Regions from separate parts of the Sus scrofa genome. Here region 2 is linked to region 1. Evidence: chromatin contacts called from public HiChIP or PLAC-seq data. All regions are on one chromosome and are shown on one strand. The core of a region is the stretch at or near the end of the contact, and the rest is flanking DNA. Distances in the headings are between cores, read along the strand shown. Region 1 holds the start of CASQ2 (calsequestrin-2). Region 2 overlaps CASQ2 (calsequestrin-2).

Region 1 (6,404 bases), core at 2,203-4,702:
ACAGCCACAGCAACGCAGGGTCCAAGCCTCATCTGTGACCTACATCACAGCTCACGGCAACACCAGATCCTTAACCCGCTGAGCGTGGCCAAAGATCAAGCCAAATCACCTTCCTAAACTATTCAGATGACAGGAGCCCAGCTCTACTGTGCTGTCTGCCCAGGGCTGAGTTTTCACTGCCTCCTAGACATCCACTGGGCACTGCCTCCTCCCCTCCTTCTATACCAAACGGACATAACCCTGTAACTGGCAGAATATTTTCCTTAGTGTAGGTTTGAGACCAGAGAATTAAGAAGACAATAGCGGTTTTTTGACCAGGAACAAAACGTAGAGGCTCTCATCCACCCTCCCATCACTCACGGGATTCCGGAACCATTTTTGTTCTGGATTCTGTGGAACAGCCTGCTGCTGACCGTATCTCTGCAAAGCCCCCCACCTCGACCCTCATGGAGGGAACCCAATGGCCGAGGTTGGGATGTTTGCAGGAGCAGTGGCCCAGGGTCTGTGCTTCTCAGCCTTGTGAGTGGTACAGCTGCATCACCAGGCCAGCCCACAGGCTGAGTGCTCTATTTAAGGAAGATTCTGGAAACCCTCTTGAACAGGGTATCAGCAGTCCTTGTACCTTGTCTCATTCGATGCGAGCAGTAACGCCGTGTAGGGGCCAAGGCTGCTTTCACCTGCACTAGTCAAGTGACCTTGGCCTCCCTGTGCCTCAGTGTCCCCTTCTATAAAATGGGGAGAGTAACTGTACCTAATTTAGAGAGATACTGTAAGGATCAAACCAGCTACCACATGCAAAGCACTTAGAACAATCTCTGCACACAGCAAGCATTCAATAAATGGTAACTATTATTATTTAATCATCTCATAAGCCTGTATGATAGTTATTATTTTTTCCAGACTTAAAAGGAGGTGCAGCGAAATTAAGGAACTTGCCCTCTGTCGTGTATCTGGAAGAGGCAAAGCCAGAACATAAAGCCCGATCTCCTGACTCCAAGTTCTGTGATCTCTTTCCTACAGTGACTGAGCAGCCTAGCGGGCATCACACTGTCGCCTGTGCTGAACTTCCACCTTGTCAGTCTCTGCTGGGTGCTCTGGGATCAAAGGTGCCTGGAGCGATGGTGAACCCAGGGCAGAGCCCCTTCTCAGGATTTTGATTGGGAATAAGAATTCTCTCTGAGGGAGATAGATTCTTGGGGAGTTGTGTGTGTGTGTGTGGTGTGTGTGTGTGTGTGTGTGTGTGTGTATTACTCTGACAGTGAACCAGAAATGGGGGTCAGTGCTTGCACTGGCATTCTCTTCGAGTTCTAGGCTAAGTGGACACTGATGAGCATACATGGTAGAACCTTATGCCTTTGATTAACTTTTCATAAAAAGGTCTATAATTGGGCAGGGCAGTTTGCAATGGAGTTGATAACGTGATTGAGGGTTTCATGGGCAGAACAGCAGCTGTGCTGTATGTCCTGGTTTTTCCAGCCTGCAATTTTCCGTATATATAGTACAAAGACCTAGTAACTGTCTCTGCTTCCTCTTCGCTTATAACCCCCAGAGGGAACTGAGCTTCAACATTCAGGCCTCAGGATGGAGCCTGAGGAAAAAGATGATGGCAGTGGAGAGATTTTAAAAAATACTAAGTTTTTTGTCCATCAGAGCTCTCTGTAATGCCCACACTGCTGTATATAAATCCTCTGAAAAGAGGTGTGTGTATGACGATCAGGAGACACAGGATTCTGCTCTGCAGTGCTTTTTATTTTTTTATTTTTTGGCATGCAGAAGTTCCGAACCCAAGCCACAGCAGTGACAATGCCAAATCCTTAACCTCTAGCCCACCAGGGAGCGCCTTCGATGCTTTTCAAATTATCAAGAACATTTTGATGGGTTTGCGATGGCATTCCTGGATTTTGTTACAGTCAATTTTTTGAGAATTAAAATCCCCATGGTTTTATATGGTAATTCTGTTCATCAAAATATTTGATGGTAACGTTATGTTGCTTATTTCTCCATAAAACTGGAAAAAAAGAAAGAAAAGGGGCATTTGATTAAGCTGAGCTTTCTGGCTGTGCTGGTTAATAAATTGCTGTAATTCTCCAACAGTCCTTCTCATAGATTTGTGTCTGGGCTGAGCTGGGCATGGGAACGATAAGGGATCTTGGTGCCTACTAGAATTCTTGGCACTGACAGGTGCTCCTGAGTGTAAGCGATCTGAAACTGTCCAGGAGGAGCCACAGGAGGAGTCCCTGGGGCACTCACGCAGGATTAGAGAACAAGCCACAGTGCCAGGTTTATAGCCAGGCCATGCCATGCAGACAGAATAAGAATGGCTGCAGCATCTTCCCTGAGCTCACACCAAGAACTTTCTTAGAAAAAAAAAAAAAATCCCTGTTAGTGAAGGTACAGTTCAAATCTTCCCACATCTACCCTGTGTGACATTGACCGAAACTGAGTCACAGGAGAGGAGCATGGCTTCCTGATATTCCTCATCTGACGGTGAGAGAGGCAAGGTCAAATGCCTCCTGCTTCCCCAGGAGGTGGGAAGACTTACAGGAGCAAAGAGTAAGGACTTAGCACGGCAGAACAAACCCCACGCATGACCCCGAATGTCATCTCAGGTGGGCTTTTAAACTAAAGCTTTACCATTCTCTTAGAAAAGGAGTAGCTGGCACTCTTGCCCTTGAGAAATCCAGAGGCCCCTCTGAGGACAGACGTCACATCTTCGCAGACTGTGCATCACGCGACCCATTCAGCTAAGAGTCTGAACCCACCCCTGGTTTTCACACATCGCCGCTTTGCAACAAGATCTTCAGATGTGCATGCGACCGAAAGGGGGGCAAGACTTCAGGAGAGATCCTTGGCGCCCCGCATCCCAACCACTGGCCGCCTCCCGCCCACGGGGACCCCGTGCTCCGCGCCCCCCCAACTCACCTCCAGCACAATTTCTTTCAGCTGGAACTGCTTCTGCGAGACTTTATCCGAAGTCACCGGCTCGTGGTAGTAGAGGCAGAGCAAGTCGTATTTCTTCAAAACCTGCTTGAAGTTCTTCTCGGTCAGACTGACCACGCGGTCCTTGCCGTCATAGGTGGGAAGTTCAGCCCCTCCTCCGCCCCGCAGGAGGACAGCAGGTAGACCCCCAGCACAAGCAGGTGCGTTCTCTTCATCTGGGCAAAGTGTTGCTCTTCTTCCCCCGAAACACTGCGTGCAGGAGAGAGGACCTGAGAGCCCTTGGGAGCAGAGAAGCCACTGCGGTCTCTCTCCTCGGCCCTGCCTGGGTCGGAGAACCCCGCCCCGGTCACCTCCTCCGGCGGAGAAGTGTAATTGTGGGCTCAGGAGGAGCGAGCGCAGGCTCTCACACATGCGTGCGGAGCAAGAGCCAGGCTGGACCGCCAAGCCCCAGATACCTCGCATAGCTCTGCCCAGCCCCGGGCTCATCAGGAACTCCATTTTTAGGATGCAGTTGTTTCAGGCTAAAAATAAATCAGGCAATGAATAAAAAAGTTAGATATGGCACCGCTGAGGGATTCGCTGATAGAGTTTGTCAGGCTGATGGAGAGGGAGGAGGCGGGAGGCAGGCAGGGTGCCCATAAAACGAGGAGGCCGGGAAGGTCAGAGGAGAGAAATGAACTCAGAGGGAGGAGGGGAAAGGGAGGGGAGGGAGAGATGGGACTGAGGGACCAGGAAGCTGTGCAGAGGCTTGGGTGTACAGGGGCCACTCAGATGCTACTGAATCAGTGCATTACCGCAGGGAGCTATCTCAGCCTGTCCTGGCCTGGCAGGCTGCTCATCCCCTACCCCTCACTGCTGACATGGGGATCAGACGGACCCCCAGGTGGACTTGACATTCTGCCCCTGCCTTTCCCTGGCTGGCTGCTGTGCCGTCACTGGGCAAGGGCTACAGGGACACCCTTTCTCCATGGGAAGAGCTCCAGAGGCCCCAGCCCACCCGGGGTCACCATTCTTCTCCTTCCACCCCTGCCCATAGCTGAACACCGCTGACACCAGTTCCTGTGCCCAGCTTAAAATTAAATGAAAAGTCAGCAGTCTTGCTCAGAAACCCCCTTCAGTTTTGCGCTCTTACCCCTGCATCTGTCTTGTCTTAACATTAGCACCCAATGTACCATTTTTACCCCTTTCCTCTTCATTAGAGACAGACTGCTGTAGAGCGTCCAGAAGTTGGACAGATCTGAGTTCAAATCTAGGCTTTGCCTCGTAGCAGCTGAATGGACATTGGAGCGTCACCCCCTCTCTTTGATTCTCAGGTCCCCCCATCTGTGTAAAATGGGGATAATTACAACTATATTGTGAGGTTTGGAACAGAGATGGAAAAGCGTGGTGCAAAGCAGTTACCAAACGCGGCCGCTATTATGGTTACTTCATTCTTCTTGGAGATGGTGGAACAGGGGTTATTATACTTACTTGTCAGTTTCTAATAGTGAGGGTTTGCAAACTCTTTTCTATGCATTTTCTTCTTGAATCCAGCAGACAATCAGGGCACATGTGATTAGGGTTCATTGCATGGGGGGTTCAGCACCTCATCAGAGATCGTATTACTAACTGCCCTGTGCTCCGGGCTGCTTTCACTCGGATAGGGCAGTACCCCCACAAGATGCCCTGTTTTGTTCTTAAGTGGTTCCACCTGTTCTGGTTAAACAGTCTTTCCACTCTTTAGAGCAGTCGATGGCTGTCATGATTCGGGCCAAGATTTTGTCTTTCTTTGGTTAGAAAATCAGCTTTGGAAATAGCAAGGATACTGTCCTGCACAAACTTGGCAGGGGACAGAAGGAAAAAAAGACGTTCGGTGGCCCACGTGAGTGAGACCAAGCCCCTCTACAGCCAGAGGGCCTGATGCTGAGAGCCAAGCTGATGGGCCCTGTCTTCAGGGTACATTCGTGTCCAGGAAGCCAGGACCTGGGGGACCCTCTCATTGAAACCTATGGCACCATTCACTTCTTTCTGATGGTAAATTCTCCAGGCTTTTAAAGATGGAGCCAAGAATAGCCGTTCTAAGATGTGGTTAGCTTTTTGAGTCATTGGCCGACACTGGAGATGAGGTCTCTGCTTTCTTTAGAACATTTAGGGGGAAAAAGATTTCCAAGTGTAACAATGGATGTCTTGACTTTTCCAGGTCAGCTTCTTAAAACTGTTCCCAGTTGTCCCAATCTCATTGGATTATCTTTACTTAGAATTTGCTCCACTTTGCATAATATATGCTTTTTTTTAATGTTACAAAAAAAAATTTGGAGATGTTTAAAATCTGCGTCTTTGAATTTCCCAGTGACTTGCAACGGATGAAAAATACCAGGGCAAAGGGATAATTAAAAAAAAAAAAAAATCAGTCTAGCCATCAGATTTGGCTTATGACCAGCTGTGTATGAATGGAAAAAAAAGTCCCAGTGTGGAAAGTTCCTGTCCCTAAGTCCCAGCTCTATTGGGAGCCTCAAAGCCCAGCCCTGAGGACAGTGTGGCCACTGACACATGTTGGGGTGATCAGATTTCCCACTGTCCACCCACACCCAGAGGTGGGGGCCTAAATGTGTGCCCCACTCTTGGTTAGGTTTGCCTCATCTACTTTTTATGTCCCAGCCATTTTTTTTCTGGCTGCGATTTATTGTTTTTGTTTTTCCTTTGCTTACGTCCTGCTCACCAACTGTAATATATTTGTTTTGTAAACAAGGGATTCTTCTGATTTTTCTTTCTTGCTTGCCTTTTTTTTTTTTTTTTTTCTTTTCTTTTTAGTGCCACACCCATGGCATATGGAAATTCCCGAGCTAGGGATCAAATCGGAGCTGCAGCTGCAGCTGGCCTGTACCACAGCCACAGTAATTCGGGATCTGAGCCGCATCTTCGACCTACACCATAGCTCATGGCAATGCTGGGTCCTTAACCCACTGAGCGAGGCCAGGGATCAAAACCGAGTCTTCATGGGTGCTAGTTGGGTTTGTTAACTGCTGAGCCACGCCGGAACTCCTCTTCTGCTATTTCTAAGTCAACCTGGCATCCAGTCAGTCAGCTTCTCATGCCGGTTTTAGCAGCTTCCCCAGTCAGGGTGTCACCTACACACACCTAGATTATGGAATTGTGCTGAAGGGTGTGTGTATCTTTGTGTCCTTAGCAGGTATTTTTTTGGTCTTCATTTTTATTTTTAAATTTAAAAAAATTTTTATTTATTTATTTATTTATTTATTGTCTTTTTGCCTTTTCTAGGGCCGCCTCCGCAGCATATGTAAGTTCCCAGGCTAGGGGTCTAATCAGAGCTGTAGCCACCGGTCTACGCCACAGCCACAGCAACGTGGCATTCGAGCCGCGTCTGTGACCTACACCACAGCTCACGGCAATGCCGAATCCTCAACCCACTGAGCAAGGCCAGGGATCAAACCCACAACCTCATGGTTCCTAGTCGTGTTCGTTAA
Region 2 (6,404 bases), core at 1,509-4,008, 40 kb before region 1:
AGGTAATGAAAGCCAGCAGTCACTGTAGGAAATGAACCCAGAGAGACAGTAATTTTGCCCACGGCCCCGCCCACGAGAAGTGGGCTGCTACCATGCCGACATCTACCGCAGGCAAATAAGACGATGTGGGTTTTGGAACTCAGAGTGTATGCCTCTTGGGGAAGGTACAAGGCAGAAAGAGTTTGCCACTTTCTTACCCATGTTTCAAACATATCTTCTGGGCGCAGGCGACGTAGAGTGGGTCTGAAAAGACAAACAAACAAAAAGATGAGCTTCCTTGAGTAGGGATGACCGCTGCCGACAGCAAAGCCTCAGCGCAGTGAAATGTAAGGCGAGATGTTGGTTCACTTTCAAGAGTGTAAAGGGCCCTATGTGCTTGTTTCTCCCCTAACGAGACCGAGCAGCTCAGCCCTGTGATGTCGCGTGCACAGCTGGGCCCAAAGCTCACAGCCTTTCCCGAGACCCTTTTGATCCAAGGATTATGAAGTCAGTTACAGATAAGGGGTCAGAGGGCACAGGGTCAGGTCACGCCCAGGCCAACAAGCCATTTCCCTCCTCATGGACAGGTGCCTCTCCTGAGAACCCAGACTGAAGAGACCCAGGACAGAAAACAGCCCAGAACTACCGTTGCTTTGTCACCAGGGTCACCCATCCAAAGCCCTTTAGGGACATTTGAAGGAACGGGTCGGATCTCTATTTTGCTCATGGTTTCATTTCTTTTTGAAGGTTGTCAAATAGTGTTAGACATGTCGAAATTTCCTCCAAGTGCTGCTTCTGTGTAGGGACCAAGGCCGACCAGGTGATGGAAAGACGGAGTTTCAGGTTCAATGAGCAAATGGGAGCTTGGGGAGGGGCGAGGGGTGGGTGGCTGGGTGGGGCGGTGAACCCACCCCTGTGCTCCCTGTTCCAGGATAGTCCCTCCTTCAAGAGCTGGGGTTGGCTAACTACAGCTGATGGGCCACATCCAGCCCAGGGCTCCTATTTTTAGAAATAAACGTCTATTTGTAAACCCATATATAAACCCATTTGTTTACGTACGGCCTATGATGGCTTGCACACTCCAGGGCAGAAGTGAATATCTGTAACAGACACCATCTGGCCTTCAAAACTTGAACTATTTATTACCTGGCCCTTTACAGAAAGAGGATGCTGATCTATGCTAGAGCTAGTGGGATCAAATATTCCTCTCCCAGAAGTTCTGTGCATAACCTGTGCATCCCGGGCTAAGTGACCTGACTACCCCGCGCCCAGTTCCTTGATCTGTACGGTTAGGATAATAATAATTACCGCCTACTGTTGAAGATTAGGGAAAGTAGCTTCCAGAAGCACCTACTTTAGGAGGCTGTCACTAAATCACTAGCATGGCTATCACCGTACCGACACCTTGCTGTGTGCGGTGCCTTCCTCCCTGCGACAAAGTGGGCTGAGCTTGCTGGCAAGTGTAGATCCATAGTCAGAAAATGCCCGCCGCGGACCAATGACCAGCAGAGCCACAGTGAGTTCAGTTCTGCTGGGATACTCACTCCTGGTTGTCGCCCTCAGGCGTCTGAGATGGCAGGACTGAACGGCTTCTTCAGCCCCCAGGCTCTCGTCACCCCCCCCCCCAGCCCCCACCTCCCCTGCACGCCATCTGAGGCACCTTTGATGCTCCTTCACAAACTCCACAATCTCCTCTTCCGTGTAAGGTTTGTCAGGGATGACAATGGGCTCTTCCATAAATGGCTCGTAGAAGTCAACCTCGTTCATCTTCAAGGACAATTTCTTTGCAACCTGTAACAGAAACAAGACAGTTGTTGCCTTGAACACTGGCCTAGAGTAGCAGTGGGTTGTCCGGCTACGAGTCTGTGTGTTGAAATGATAGGAACTTGTCACTCAAGGCCTGGCCAGACCCATCTCCTTTTGTGATCAAAGGACAGATAAGAAAAAAAAAAAAAACCTATCTGGCAAATGAGGTCCAATCGGGGCAGAGAGCCGTCAAAAAGGAAGGTGGGAAATTTAATTCCACACTCACAACCACTTTATGGTATTTGCCAGGGGCTGGAGGAGGAAGCGAATGTCAATGGATCATGTTCAGTGTCCTGGGATGTATGGGTCTAATTGAACCAATTTTGAGAGAATAGGCAATTGATGGAAACCATTTAAAGCATACAGGTACTTGGAATCAGAGGCCAGCCCATTAATCTGACCTCCATCAGCTCATAAACTCTAATTGCTGTTTTGGTTGAAGCACTGGCCCCAGGGCTGTCCCTGAGTCCTGGGCTTGTTTGATAGTTTCTCAGGCTATGGGAACTGCCTGGTTGGTTACCAGTTAGAAGGTGACCCACCATCCTGGTTTGTCCAGGGTGGAGAGGTTTCCCAGGGTCCAGTGCTAACACCAGGATAGTACCCAACTAGCTAGGATGAGTGGCTCACCCTGTACCAGATAAAAAGCATGGGGAGCTAGCCCACAGCCCCGAAGCCATCTGCTCTCTTGATCAACGTGGCCGCACCGTCCGGTCAGAGCAGAATGGTTGCTGTGTTCGCCTGCAGAGCTGCTGAACTCACATCTCCTTTTGTGAAATGATTTGAGAGGCCTGGAATGTGCAATGCTCTGTAGAAAACCAAATGCCATTCTCTTCTGGTTCAGAGCTGTGGTCCGAGAAAGCACAGGGATGAACAGTGGTTCCCTTGAAACTAAAGAGGAATTGCCTAAGAGCTGACGCCCTGTGGTGGTAACCCACGGTGCAGAGGCCCCGGGCAGCCGTGACTAACTGGGGAGAGGGAGGAGCTGGGTGTTACATAAGCAGCAACACAAGGAGGTCCATTCGGAGCAAACAGTTGGTATTCCTATGGCTTTAGTCATCAATTGCTATTAATTCCAGGTCCCTCTATTCCAAACGATACCTAAGGGAAAGAAATATCAGAATCCTACCCAGAGCTAAAGAAAACAGGCTGTGTTAGGAGCCACAGTCAGTCAAAGAGATTTTTATGGTCATGTTGATTTTGTTTTCAGAGACAAGAAGGTGTGGGGTCTTTCCTTGCCTTTTCCCCGCTTCCGAGGGGTGGGATGGGGTGTGGATGATGGGCTGGACAGTGTAGTTGGGGAAAGTGGAGGAAACAGCAACCATACAACCACTATTTGGGTTTACACACACTTCATCGCAAAGCTGGGCCCATGATAGGATGGGCTGGAAAATGACATTGGATTCTGGTTTTCTGAGTTCATGAACTGCTCATTGTAGGTGCCAGGAAACTGTGCTTTTAAGAAGTGGGAAGGGACCGGATGAACAAAAACTAATAATAGCAGGCACATGGCGTGCTTACTAGGTGCCAGGCGCTGTGGCAGAGTGTTTTAAGTTGATTACTTTCTGAAACCCCACTTTGATTGTATGAGGTCAGAGCTATTATTATGCTGATTTTCACAAATGATGAACCCGAGGCACAATGTGAGTCTGCAATTTGTCCAGTGAAGCGTTCTAAACTACCAGTTTGCCTCCATTCCAATTCTTCTTTCATTTGAAAATTACTGTCTCCTGGACACTGGACAAGAGGGAATTTATGTCCTTTAAATGTGACCTTGGCCCTGCGCATGTCACAGTGGAGGTCTCCTTGTTTCTCCTGTAACACCAGTTCATCCCCCGCATCGTGTGCTAGAATGAAGGCTTCTGAAGGTGGAAAGGAGCTCAGCAGAACCTCTGCTGAGGTAGGCAGGGTAGATACACCCGTGTGTGTGAGTGTGCGTGTGTGCGCGTGTGTGTCTCTAACGTTAAGACCAAGAATGTAAAGTGGGATTATGCTGTTCCTAAAATGAAGCCTTGGCGACCTGAGCAAACATTTCCCGAGGCCTGCTCACTGTATCCATATCCCCACTGTAGCTTCCTCACCTTGAATCTCAGAGAGTCCTTTTTTTTCCCATTCTTTTAATCGTGTCTTGGGTGGTAAAGACGGAAGGAGATTTGATTGACTGAGGCACTGATTCATTCATTTATTCAGTAAGTATTTAGTGGGGCCTTCTGGATCCAAGGGACCCAGACCTGCTTCATGGAGGGTACAATGAAATTAGAATGGATTTTATTAGTAGTAGCTGATGTTGTCTATATAATGAATTCGTTTGTGCTTAAAAAAAACTTAGGAGTTCCTGTCATGGCACAGCAGAAATGAATCTGACTGGGAACCATGAGGTTGTGGGTTTGATCCCTGGCCTTTCTCAGTGGGTTAAGGATCCGGCATTGCCATGAGCTGTGGTGTAGGTCGCAGACACGCCTTGGATCTGGTGTTGCTGTGACTGTGGTGTAGGCTGGCGGCTACAGCTCCGATTCGACCCCTAGCCTGGGAACCTCCATATGCCGCGGGAGCGGCCCAAGAAATAGCAATAAAAGACAAAAAAAAAAAAAAGATAAAATTACAGAGTAAATGGCCACTTTTCTGAAATTTGCATGTGTATGAATTTTGCTGACAGATATTTCTTCTACAAGTTCTTAAGCCATTTCAGTTGTTGCAGATGAAACCAAAGCAATGAATTTAGATCTTCTCAATGTCTTCTCCACCAACTTTGTTTAGAGAATCACAGCTTCTTTTGGTCTAGTGCGGTTCAGAAAATGATTTTGCTTCTCACGGTTCACTTCAGGAAAAGAACAGGGCAGTGGGAGGTGGCATGGGATACTTGGAACTGACGTTTTTCAGGCTGTAAAGTGCCATAGAGTGGACACCGTCCTTGGCCCTCTGACTCCCTCTTGTTCCACTTGTTTCAGAGGGGGTGGGCCCTTGCACAGGATCAAGATCCATAGATGTTAGTCCCAAACCTTCATGCCAAGTAAACTCTCCCAGGGAGCTTTTAGAAAATGCACATTTTAGGGCCTGGTCACAACCCTAAAAAACCCAAATTTCCAGGTGTGAGGCCCAAGAATCCATGCTTTTAAAAGCACGTTGGGGAGTTCCCCTTGTGGTGCAGCAGAAGCGAATCTGGCTAGGAACCACGAGCTTGTGGGTTTGATCCCTGGCCTTGCTCAGCGGGTTAAGGATTGGGTGTTTCCATGAGCTGTGGTGCAGGTGGCAGACGCAGCTCAGATCCTGTGTTGCTGTGTTGTAGCGTAGGCCAGCAGCGGTAGCTCTGATTCGACCCCTAGCCTGGGAACCTCCATGTGCCATGGGTGTGGCCCTAAAAAAGAAAAAAATAAAATTAAATTAAAAAAAAATAAATAAAAGCACTTCAGGGCCTACAAACATGGACAGTGGTTAGAAACTACTAAACTCCCAAATCTACATCAGCAGCCCGGATATTTCATTCTCTTTACAGTTCTCCAACTCATATATTTAATATAAGGTATTTATTGGTTTGTTTACTTTCTGTCTTCCCATCTTCTTCCCCAGCCCCATAGCGTAAACTCTCAATTCCATAAGGACAGGCAACTTTTCTGCTCCAGTGTTGCATCCCTGGCATCTGGAAGAGTGCTTGGCACAAAAAAGGCACTCAATACATATGTGCTAAGTGAGCAAATGAGTGAATAAATGAAAACTCCACCCAGCGGAAGGTCTTCTCAACTTGTAGAAATGAGGACTCATCTCGCCCTCTTATGTTCCTCAGGAGATTCTTCTTCCAAGATTTCCTAATGTTTTCATAGCTGTACAGTCGTTGCTGTCTTGAAGCAGAGACGCCCAATCTTCAGTTATTGTTGTGTTTTCTCTCGTCTTCCTCTCCTTTATCTCAACAGTGGCCAGGTCCTCCTGCCATTTCAACACCAGCCAGTTGTTTTTCCATGATTAGGACTGTACTGTGCTTCCCGGGCCCTTGCCTCTCCTGACTTCAACCTCCACAAAGCACCTCCCTTTTCCCAGGTCCCTCTGGGTTCCCTAGCATGTGTCTCCCAAACAGGTCCTTCCACCCACCTCTCCTTGCTCCAGCAGCCCCTACTGGCCGCCGCTGAGGCTTGGACTGGACGCAGCCATGCCTTCTGGACCCCACCATTTTCCCCCGCTCCCCAACTGATGAGGGCAAGTTCTCAAGTCCCAAATGCATCATCAAGTCCACTTAGTGCAACTGTGTTCAATGTCGAGGGGGAGAGAGGGTGTCTTTCTCTTTGTAAATGTTATGAAATCCCACAAGTCCACATGAATGAAGGCACTGATGACTCAGTGTCTCACAGAGTTTTTAATTATAGCCTCGCCTTCTTCCTGGGCCACAGATGTAAAGCCATATGGTTGGACTGGGAGGCACCTCTGAAAACAGTCCCTCCCCTGACCTCAGCGTTGAACCATTCTTCTAAGAACACAGGCTTTCCTGCTTGGCCACACATGCCTGGCTCTCTCATCCCTCAGATGAATTCTTACCCAGGAGTCACTTTATTTACTCCTGGCCCATCATAACCACACATGAGCGATGGATTTACTTTAGGCTTCTCTGGACCTCCCCTTCTCTACTAATATCC

What was found. HiChIP or PLAC-seq counts read pairs in DNA pulled down with a chosen protein or histone mark.
Region 2: a contact with region 1 is called in an H3K27ac HiChIP or PLAC-seq map of skeletal muscle, with 8 times the contacts expected there. The contact joins the enhancer-like site here to the promoter of CASQ2 in region 1. A contact is called at or near these places in 20 of 47 Hi-C or Micro-C datasets (adipocytes, alveolar macrophages, brain and 11 more) and 1 of 2 datasets of contacts at active chromatin or transcription factors (skeletal muscle).

The regions. Positions count from the first base shown.
Region 1 is chr4:104,915,252-104,921,655 of Sscrofa11.1, reverse strand. CASQ2 (calsequestrin-2) reads right to left here and starts at 3,452. Exons shown (of 12, transcript XM_021089995.1): 1 at 3,080-3,452; 2 at 2,923-3,077. The coding sequence starts at 3,155.
Region 2 is chr4:104,954,810-104,961,213 of Sscrofa11.1, reverse strand. It overlaps CASQ2 (calsequestrin-2), which reads right to left. Exons shown (of 12, transcript XM_021089995.1): 7 at 1,640-1,770; 8 at 198-243. Among named protein-coding and RNA genes, the nearest start is that of CASQ2, 40 kb to the right of the region's middle. Within about 2 kb of position 2,758, at least 7 of the 83 cell types and tissues checked have an H3K27ac peak or open chromatin away from gene starts, as enhancers often do. A contact at or near this core is called in embryonic fibroblasts and skeletal muscle, where this site is marked.